2 separate regions of the Mus musculus genome follow, and region 2 is linked to region 1. A link is a contact called in public ChIA-PET data. All regions are on one chromosome and are shown on one strand. Each heading gives the region's core, a stretch centred on a gene start, on an enhancer-like site or on the middle of the called end of the contact. The rest is flanking DNA. Distances are from core to core; before and after follow the strand shown.

Region 1 (5,481 bases), core at 872-3,371:
GTGCTCTGGGAGGGCAGACGTGGAAGACTGCCACACACTTTCCATGTCGCCCCTGGTGGGTGTCTGGCTGTGTGAACCCACTGGACCACTGGGGTACCAGGTTCTCAGCCTCGGGCATCCCAGATACTGCTGGACACTGCAAAAGAGATGAGAACAGAATGGGGGTCCAGGGAGCGGCTCAGTCAGCCCTGGGGCTGAAGGGAGGAGAGGGCAGAGGGAGGGGGGGCGCTGGATGGTTCCTACTCTGGAGAGAGCCCTTGGTCCGGTCTGTGGCTGGAGCGCAGTCTTCTGGCGAGAGGTTAGACACAGCTCATTAGGGGAAAACCTATCCCATCATTTAAGCATGGTGGCCTTGATGAACAGAGGCAGTCTGTGGTTTTAGAGCTTTATTGTAGAAAGGCAGGGAGAGAGAAGGTAGAAAGAGAGAGAGGCCAGCCATGGCCATGTGGAGAGAGGGGGAAAGGGAAAGAGAGAAGGAGGGCTAGAGAGTAAGAAAGGTGAGAGCTTAAAGAGAGTGAGCAGGGGCCAAGCAGCTCCTTTTATAGTGGGCTGGGCTATCAGGTAACTATGGGGAGGAGCATACCTGGCTATAATCAGGTAACCGTGAGGGTGGAGTCTAGCCAGAATGCCTGAAGCTTGGGACATTGTCTGTGCGACTTATAGCCACAGAATTATGGAGTTGGGGATTCTGTGGTTTGAGGCACCTGTCTCTGGGAACACGGCTTGGTGTTCCATCCCTTGTAGAGTTTTCTACTGGGTCACCAGAGCAAGCCTCATTCAACCAAAATAGACTGCCTATCAGGGCTGAGGAAACGGATTTATCAAGCTGTGATTATGACAAAAGAACTTCCAGGAGTCAGCAACCTCCAGACAACTCTGTTGTTTCAGGGGTAGGGTACATAAGGGATCTTATGAGTATAGGTAGAGAGGGCTAATTGGTCAGAGCACAGCACCTAATTATCATATGGGCAGGAAGCAGAGCGGGACTTGTGTGCTGAGTCACATAGCCCTCGCAGAGAGCTCTGCACAGGGTCATCCTCCAAACAAGGTAGGGCATCTGTGCTCAGATACTCCCAACCAAGGCCATAGAAAGAAAGGGAAACCCCACTGAGAAACGGAGTCCTCCATTTTGCACCAAGCTTGGAGAGCTATCCGGGGACATGGAGGACCTTAATAACAGGCTTCTCCAACAGGAATCGTGGCAGACTCCATGAAGAGGCATATGATATCTGGAAAAATCGGCACTCAGTCTTGGGGCCCTCAGTTTCAATATTAAGCTCAGGGACAAAGTTGTCAGAATCATAAGGACAATTTTTTATTTATTATTTATTTATTTTTTGTTTTTTCGAGACAGGGTTTCTCTGTGTAGCCCTGGCTGTTCTGGAGCTCACTTTGTAGACCAGGCTGGCCTCGAACTCAGAAATCTGCTTGCCTCTGCCTCCCAAGTGCTGGGATTAAAGGCGTGGGCCACCACTTCCGGCTGGACTCAACCTTTCATGAAAGGGATCTACACGTTTCTTTCACTATGTGTATAAACAGCAAGGAACTTCCCACCTTACAACCTTATAACCTTCATCAGATATGGAAACTGCGGGAACCTTGGCCTGGGACTAATGGTACATTTCTGTTCAAAAATTACATCTAAGGTACTTCTCTATCACAGTCCAAAGGGAGCTAAAATGTCAGAGGATGGAGAAGCTAATGCTCTCAGGTACAGGAAGGCCAACCTTGTCAAATGACAGAGCTGAGATGCGAGTGACATCAAAGGCCCACAGCATCCTTTGCTTCTTGCTGGTGGTGCTGGTCCATATCTTTGGCTTGTAGGTCCCGGAGGAATACCTTAGTTTTCCCATCTGGGAAGTGGGGACGATTGGGAATTCTAACAACACACTAGATAGGGTGGGTATACCTTTGAAGACATTCTGCTTTCAACTAAACCGGCCACAAGAGGACTAGCAGCCAGGCCCTCTAACACCTCCTCTGCCCACTCAGAGGAGACCAGTTGTGTCCTCTGGCTCATTCCGTGCTAGATTCCAGTTGCAGGGCTCTTGGAACACAAGCTAGCTCCCCCTTTAGAAAGAAGGGCCAGGCTGCGGTATCCGCCCAGTGGGGGCGTGGCCACACTTGGCTTGATAGGGATCCCTACTAGCCAGCCTGGACTTTTTGATAGTCTGGCCAGTTACAGAAGTGGTTCCCGCCGCCTATGCCATGGTTCTGGAGCTGTACCTGGATCTGCTGTCGCAGCCCTGTCGCGCCATTTATATCTTCGCCAAGAAGAACAATATCCCGTTCCAGATGCACACGGTGGAGCTGCGCAAGGGTGGGCAGGGCTACGGCTTTGGGGATCTGAGAAACAGGGGAGGCAAGACGGACTTAGGGGATCTCTCTCTGTACTCTCCCCTTCCCAGGCTTTTTCTGGTTTAGAGACCACAATAGAAAGACACCAGAGAGAACCAGGGTTCAGGACTCCCGCCAACTCTGCTGTTTGTGGAATAGACGCCGGCCAGGACCTGCTGAAACTGAATAGTGTGCAGACCTAGCAACAGAAACGGGCAAGCAGTTTGGACCTAGCTACAGGGACCTCCAGAAGAGTAGTGGGTGTAGGGCATAGCTAGGAGAACAAATGTGGAGATCTGGGCAGTCACTCCTCGGATCGTTTCCCCCAGTGCTGAGATGGGCAGTACTACACAGAGCCATCCCTGCAAGTACCTTGCCTTTGCAACAGGCTCTCTCCGCCAACCTGGTCTATTGGAATTCCTTTTTGTCGTTCCTTTTCTTGACTTTCTGTTTTCCCTTTCTCTCTGCCTCTCTTTGTGCTGCGAAGAGAGAGAGGCTGCTGCATGGGGGTATGCCAGGAACTTGGAGCCTCCTCCCTGCTGGCCGCTGAGAGAGCCCTGCGCTCTGGCAAGACAGGGTTGTAGCAAAATGAAAGTGTTGCATAATGGGCTGTGGCCGTCTCCATACTGTCTCACTGCTTGTCCCGCTCTGTCTGAAACCTCACGTCTCTCTTCACTGTCACCTCTAGGTACAGTGTACTTAACCCCCCACAGGTTCTGCCCTTGCAGAGTATGGTGTAGGCCGGTGGGGGAGGGGGTGGCCCGGTGGGGGTGGGGTGAGGACGGGGGGGGGGGGGAACTGATAAAAAGATGTTCAAGTAGGCTGTTAAAAATAAGCCTGTCGAGGGAGACAGGTTCCACTAGGAAACGAAGGGAGAGTGAGAATCCCCCACTTGATCCGGGGCAATGGGAGCCACTGAGGACTGTGGGGCTGAGCGCAAGGAGGCAAACTTAGAAACTTACCTGGAGTGCATCAACAGGAAGAAAACCAATCCAGACCAGAAAGGGCTGCTAGCGGGCAAGTCCCACAAGGACCTGTCAAGCGTATGATACCTATTTTGTATCAAGGGCAAGGGGCCACCCCCTCTTCTCTCACAGGAGCCCTGCCTGCGCACCCCATTTAGGGAATAGCCCAGTCCCAAGAAGAACCATGAATTTAGTGTTCAGCCTCCTGGGACCTTGGCCCAGGCTATCAGAGACCCCCAGTGTTCTCCTCCCTCATGCTGGACTATCTGCAGGTGAGCACCTCAGCGATGCGTTTGCCCGGGTGAACCCCATGAAGAGGGTACCAGCCATGATGGATGGTGGCTTCACCCTGTGTGAGAGGTAAGCAAGCCTGGGGCTATTGCTAAGTTTTACTGGAAACCAGCCTGTTCTAACCCACTGTGTTATAAACTAGGAAGCTGGCACTGGGAGGAGGGGGAGGGGAGATGGCTCCGTGGTTAAGAGCACTTACTGCTCTTATAGAGGATTTGGATTTGGTCCCAGCAACCTTACGAAGTGGCTCCCAAACACTTATAACTCCAGTTCTAGAGACCCACTGCCCTCTTAGCATCTTGGGCACATGAACTCATGTAGATGCACTAGCAACTTAAAGCAGTGGTCCTCACCCTTCCTAATGCTGCAACTCTTTAATGCAGGTCCTCGTGTTGTGGTGACCCCAACCATAAAATTGTTTTTGTTGCCACTTCCTAACTGTAATCTTTGTTGTTTAGTCAGGGAAGGAGTGAGCCTAGTGAATCTGCTCAATTTCAGGGACTTTCTGGAGCTATTTTGTGTTGTAGAAAAATTTTTTTATTATTATGTTTTTGTGTATGGCGAGTATATTCTTTCTTCTCTCTCTAAAGATTCATTTTTTATTTTATTTATATGAGTACATTATAACTGTCTTCAGACACATCAGAAGAGGGCACCCAATACCGTTACAGATGGTTGTGAGCCACCATGTGGGTGCTGGGAATTGAACTCATGACCTCCGGAAAAGCAGTCAGTGCACTTAACTGCTGAGCTATCACTCCAGCCCCCATGTTGTAGACATTTTTAACCCCAATCTGAGATTTCTACCCAGCCTTTGATTATTTAGTTCCCAAATAAAAGACACACAAGTTTTATTATTTACAATAGCCTTAAACAGCACAAGAGATGGGCAGATATCTACCCTCTATGCTATTAGAATCTGCTTACATATCAATAACCCTGAGTTATTACTTACTATGTTTTATCTGGGCTGCTCTTAACTCCAGTTGGCCAACCCTCAGGGCCAGGTTTTCCTGAACTCACCTAACCCATGGCGTCTTCTTCTTCCTCCTCATCTTCTTCTCCCCTGTCTGGTTCTCTCTTGACCACCCCCTCCATCCCCCTTGGGCCCAGAAACCCTAAAACCTGCCTATGTCTCTTCTGTCCAGCTATTGGCTGTCAGCATCATTATTTACCAATCAGAAATAACTTGGGGCAAGGTCACATAGCATCACTTGCTTCTACATGCAGACTCTCTGTGGGGCAACCAGATCTTGGGGGGCCTGCACTTAGCATTACAATACACAGCAAAAGACCAAACCTCAACAAGTTTGAATTGTTTAGTATTTAACTAGCTTCCCGTTAGGATAGGAAAACATATCCATCCCACCCTTCCCGCTCACTGTAAGCCAATCCCAGAGTGTTCTGAATTCTTGACTGGAAGTTTTCATATGACCACAACAGGCGTATCCAGTGTCCTTTAAGGTCCGTCTCCACCTCCCCAGTAGTGGGCATAATCCAAGGCAGGAAGAGAGTCCCAGGGAGACTTGTTTGTTTCATGGTTCTAGGATCTTACAGCGGGAAGGACTGGTGTCAGGATGCCCCAAGACCAAGTTCTCAGCATAAAGGAGATATATTTGTCCCAGAGGGAAAACAGGCAGGGGATAAGAAACTAGGACAGGAGACAGAGGACAAGGGAGAAGGGGAGAGAACAGGGGGGAGGGGAAAGAGTATCTATACTATAGAGACAAAGGACTGCTTTTGGATAGAAAGGAGACAGACATGGCTGTGGGCAAATGGCAGTTTATAAAGGAAAAAGGGGACCAGCTCCTACCTCCTCCCCAGTCCCCTCTCCCCGAGTTAAGATGAGTTGATCTGTGTTGATTGAGTTGTTTCAATTGGGCGTATT
Region 2 (5,288 bases), core at 1,130-3,629, 260 kb after region 1:
TCCTTGCTTTATGGTGCAAAGGGTGGAATCTCTTTGTAAAACGTAAGCTGGACAGTGGGTAACTCCCCTATTTATTAGGAATTAATTTCCTTCAGTATCAGAGGCCTGAAATTTTGAAAACTAATTTCATGTATTGTCTGCTTTCTTTTCAGGGACATTTGTAAATCTAATTACGTTCTTTTGCTTTGGCCACTAGCAGAAAACAAAATCCTATGCTTAATTTAAATATGGAATATTCAGCAAAAAACTGTTCATGCTGGGATAGTTGGTACCACAGGTGGAGTCTAAACTTTGCTGTATATAAGAAAACAGTAGTTGAGATCAGAACCAATGTTACATGTTGTCTTTGGGGTGGGGGGGACGGACTAGTTACTGGTGCTATGGTGTCAGCTTTCATTCTTTAAAAAAAAAAAAAAAAAAAAAAACGTATTTTTAGCCAGGCAGTGATGGTGCACACTTCTAATCCCAGAACTTAGGCAGCAGAGGCAGGTAGATCTCTGTGAGTTCGAGGCCAGCCTGATCTACTACAGAGTGAATTCTAGGACAGGCAGGATTACACAGAGAAACCGTCTTTTTTTTTTTTTTTTTTTTTTTTCTTTTTCGAGGCAGGGTTTCTCTGTATAGCCCTGGATGTTCTGGAACTCACTCTGTAGACCAGGCTGGCCTCGAACTCAGAAAACCCACCTGCCTCTGCCTCCCGAGTGCTGAGATTAAAGGCTTGTGCCACCACTGCCCGGCAAAACCCTGTCTTGAAAAATCAAAACCAAACCAAACAAACCAATAACCAAAAACTTATATAAAAAAATCAGTTACCTCAAGCTCACAGAGAGATCTGCCTGCCTCTGGCTTGCAAGTGCAATTAAAGGTATGGACCATCATATCTAGCCTTGTCATGCCCTTAGGTTCGGGAATGGAACAACTCAAAAGGCTTAGAAGAAAGTCCTGAAACTGATCAGACTCAACATGCTTCTTACCCCCCCCCCCCCCCCCGAAACACACTACACGTAGGCAAGCTGAGTTGCCTGGAAGAGGCTCAGACCAGTCCATGCGAGCTGTCTAGAAAGGACAGTCTCCCATCTGTTGTGCTCTCTGCAGGTCATGCTGTGCACTCCAGGTTTTCAGGTCTATGTCAGAACCCATGCTGGGTTAAGTTTTGGTGATACACTTGTCATTTTCTGCTCCTGTAGGTAACCCTCCACCCATATTCTTATAAATACTCCTAATTCAATTTATTGGTTCACCAAGTTGGATTCTGGTAATATCTGTACTTGGACCTGTCTTTGTTTTGCTACCTGGGACAAGTAGTTGTTTGGTCCTGTCTCCCTACTGAACACATCATTCAATTGGATGGAGTGCAGGTTCTAACTTAAAATTCAGATAGGCAGTCTTGGAATAATCAAACAAACTTTTCATGCACCATTTATTAATACAATAAAATAAACCAAACAGAAAGAACCTACACTGAAAACAGGAGTTGAGCTGAGGAAGGGGATGGCAAGAACTTGGGGTGACAACAGCAGGGTAAACCAGTTCAGACTACAGATAAAGAACAGATAAATAGCAACAGGCTCCAAGTCTTTGATCCAGGGATATACAGGGACTAAAGCCAAGATAAAAGTCAAGATACCAGCAGGTGGCCGCACACGGGACTTACTCCCAGGGAACAGTCTTCAGCACTACTCCGTGGCTTACTAGTCATAATTTAACCAGTCATGATATAACAAGTATGGATGGCAGTGGCAGAATTACAATCAGGAAGACAGGTGCTGGGGAACACAAATGATAGTGCACAAAACTGGGACAGCAAAGGCTAAGCAGACACATTTGAAAGAAGTGATGAGCTAAAAGCTGGAGGGGGCGGGCAGAATTACTGTAAACCCTGACAACCTAAGTTTGATTCCAAAGAAGATGGGAGAGCAACTCCCAAAAGTTGTCTTCTGACTTTCACATGTGTGCTGGCAGGCATCCTCAAAAAGTGAATTAAAAAAAAAATCTAAGCATGTGTAAATATGTAAGGTGTATGTATGTATTCTGGGAGGGGAGGGGAGGAAAAGTGTCTAACCCAGGCTGGCCTGAACTCATTAAGTAGCAAGCCCTGAGCTTGGAAATCCACTTGCCTGAGTGCTGGGATTATGGTCTATACCACCATGCCCAGCCTGAAAGAAATGGTTTCCAACACATACTAGCAATCCTGTTAGAAATGAAGGCACACTCCGTCTCTTCTGCATGACATTCGACAGAGGCAGAGATGAACTCAAGCTTTGTTTTTTGGCTGGGTATAGTGGCCCACGCCCTTAACCATGGCACTCAGGAAGTCCATGCATGTGCACCCGAGTCTGAGCTACTTAGTTTACAGAGCAAGTAGGTCTATGTAAAGAGAATCTGTGTCAACCACCCCACCCCTGGCAACCCACAGCCATGGTGGAGGGTAAATGCTGGAGGGTAAGGATGTTAACATTTCACCACATAAACAGCTGGTGATGAAGCGCACATGGCCTACTGGGTGGGGCTTGACGGGTCATGCTGCAGGCTTATGCTTGCACCCAACCCTGAGACGACACATGTCAACTTGAATCAGCCCACTAAAGTTGGCATCACACTGAATGAGAAAGAAAGCTGCAGGAAAGGAGCACACCAAACTATAACCACCACCAAAGACTCCATTAGGCCAAGGCAACCACCAGAGTACTCCAAGTGCAAGAAAAAACAAAGAGGACTGAAGAGATGGCTCGGAGGTTCAGAGTACTGTTTGCTCTTCCGTCTTGAGTTCAATTCTCAGCAACCACATGGTGGCTCACAACCATCTATGATGGTGTTCTCTTTTGGTGTGCAGGCATATATGCAAGCAGAACGCTGCATACATAATAAAATAAACCTTTAAAAAATTAGTGTGCTTATCAATGCTGAGATGCTCCTAACACTGTGTGGAGCGAGTTGAATATGAGTAGCTACAGACAGGGTTCCCTCTGGAGCTGTCGAATGCTGAGACACTATGATTACTGTATTACTGATCAGAGCATGAGTCATCTTCACAGGTCAGGTTGCCTGTGTCAGGTTAGCTGGGAAAGTGCCACACTGAGTGTTCATGTAACACAGGGTTCCTCTCTTAGTTAGGCTTTTCTCCCTTCAACTAGAAAGAGGCCTGAAAAGTGCTTGCACTCTTTATCACACACTGCTGCTTGAAGAGTGCTGGCATCTCCCCAGTACATGTCCAAAGGTGTCAGATTCTAACCTGCTGCCAAAGCAAACTACAAACACGAACACACAGTTCTTATTTCCTCAAAAACAAAACAAAACAAAACAAAAAAGCCTCACACAAACCACAAAACAACCAAATTTTATTTAGCTTAACAGTTTATCAAAAGAAAATCTAAGACATATGCACATGTAATACCCCCTCCCCCCAAAACCCCTGCAATAATCAAAGAGAAGAAAGGACAACGTTCTCTTCAATGGAGAATATTATCTTCGCTTCTGGAAGATGTTCCCACGTCCCATCCCACGTCCTCTCCCTCGTGCGGCCACTGAAACAAAGAAGAAGAAGAGAGGTCAGGGGGGCTGGGATGCTCACAACAGCACCAGCTGAAGCCTGGGCATCAGTCTGGAAGAGGCCTGGAAGGCTGCCTGGACCAAATCATGCGGTGAGAAGGAAGAGGAGTGGAAGTTGGTGCTGATAACTGGTGTCATGGTGGGAGGTAGTGCCGACAGCACAGCAGTGTGAATAATAGCACAGGAATGACAAATTCTCAGAGCTATTACGGATGTATTCAATTCTGTTTGTGTGGATAAGAGGAAGGGCCATGGCATGTGACTATATACAGGACATAAGATAACCTCAAATGTTGTTCCTCACGTACCATCACTACTTTGTTTCTTTAGACAAGGTCTGTCACTGGACTGGACTTTGCCAAGTAGAATAGACTGGCTGGCTAGGAAGCCCAGGATTCTATCTTGGTCCTGTCAGTACTAGAATTACAAGCAGGTTCTACCACACATAGACTGAGCTCAGGTACACACACTGTGTGATAAGCTTGTTACCCACTGAGCTATACCAACCTGGTTCTCAATTCAGACACCTAAGTGCTAGCGTAGCATCTGTTAATTCTGGGTACTATTCTGGGTATTAGTCTTTTGAGTTTTTCTGCATGAAAAAAATGCTTAATAACAAAAACAAAATAACACTACCCATAAAGATGCACAAGACTTCCACTCTATGACCCAATGTACCTAGGAGGCTAGAAGCTCTATAGTCACTCGGGAAGTTCTGTGGACTGACAAAACGCATCTCATTCTTGTCTGTTCTTTCAGAGACTGATGGGAACTACACAACGCTCGCTGATGAGAGACGGGAGCAAGGCGCTGGGAAAGGCACAGGTGGCTCAGGGCTGTGTGCAGTCAGTGGGCCTGGGCCAACTCACTGCCCGAAGTGCACAGTAATGTGACTGGTTAAGATGGACAGTTAGCCTAACCATGACAGCAAGAGCAGCCCTCTCCGAGGCAAAGGTAACATTTTCTCTTTTTTAGCATTTTATTTGTTTGTGGTGTGTGTGTGTGTGTGTGTGTGTGTGTGTGTGTAGTGTATACGTAGAGGTCAGACAACTTCTGTTAGGCTTGTGTGACAACCGCCTTTAACACCAAGCCAACACTGGTCAAAGATTTTATTTTATTTTTATTTTTTTAGAAGTCTTAAGACAAAAGAAACCAACCAACCCCACCCCCCTCCAACCCCTAAACTATTTTGTCTTTAAGCACAGAACCTACCTCCCATATAAAACATTAACATATGCTGCTGTGGAGGACCTGGGCCTTTCACACCCTAAGATCTTTTTTCCAACACCAATGCAGTTGCTTAGGACCATGCTTTTGTGCCTAACAATGTGGCAGAATTTTTCAGAGACTCAAATGCAAGCCATAATCAGGCTAGCCTCCAAGAGCAGCTAATAAGTATCTGGGGGACAGTGTGGTCATAACTGCTGGCATGTGTCAAAGGAGGGATTTACTGTCAAGTTTAAGAAAATGTGAGGGGCTGGAGAGATGGCTCAGTGGTTAAGACCACTGTTCTTCCAGAGGTCCTGAGTTCAAGTCTCAGCAACCACATGGTGGCTCACGACCATCTGTAATTGGATCTGATGCCCTCCTCTGGTGTGTCTGAAGACAGCGACAGTGTACTCATATACATAAAGTAAATAAAATCTTAAAAAATATATATGTAAAATACAAAAGAAAGTGAGAAACAAGGGGTGGTAAGACAGTTCAGCAAGTAAAGGCGCGTGTTGCCAATCCTGCCA

What was found. ChIA-PET counts read pairs in DNA pulled down with a chosen protein or histone mark.
Region 2: a contact with region 1 is called in an RNA polymerase II ChIA-PET map of effector CD8 T cells, with 8 read pairs. The contact joins the enhancer-like site here to the promoter of Gstt1 in region 1. A contact is called at or near these places in 7 of 39 promoter capture datasets (the HPC-7 cell line, HPC-7-derived erythroid cells, the SN4741 cell line and 3 more), 1 of 484 Hi-C or Micro-C datasets (bone marrow-derived macrophages), 1 of 115 datasets of contacts at active chromatin or transcription factors (effector CD8 T cells) and 2 of 9 other capture datasets (adipose tissue and liver).

Annotation. Positions count from the first base shown.
Region 1 is chr10:75,795,224-75,800,704 of GRCm38.p6, reverse strand. It overlaps Gstt1 (glutathione S-transferase, theta 1), which reads left to right and starts at 2,121. Exons shown (of 5, transcript NM_008185.3): 1 at 2,121-2,320; 2 at 3,575-3,662. The coding sequence starts at 2,209.
Region 2 is chr10:75,533,497-75,538,784 of GRCm38.p6, reverse strand. It overlaps Snrpd3 (small nuclear ribonucleoprotein D3), which reads right to left. Exons shown (of 4, transcript NM_026095.4): 4 at 3,345-3,524. The coding sequence ends at 3,463. Among named protein-coding and RNA genes, the nearest start is that of Snrpd3, 18 kb to the right of the region's middle. Within about 2 kb of position 2,379, at least 28 of the 459 cell types and tissues checked have an H3K27ac peak or open chromatin away from gene starts, as enhancers often do. A contact at or near this core is called in effector CD8 T cells, where this site is marked.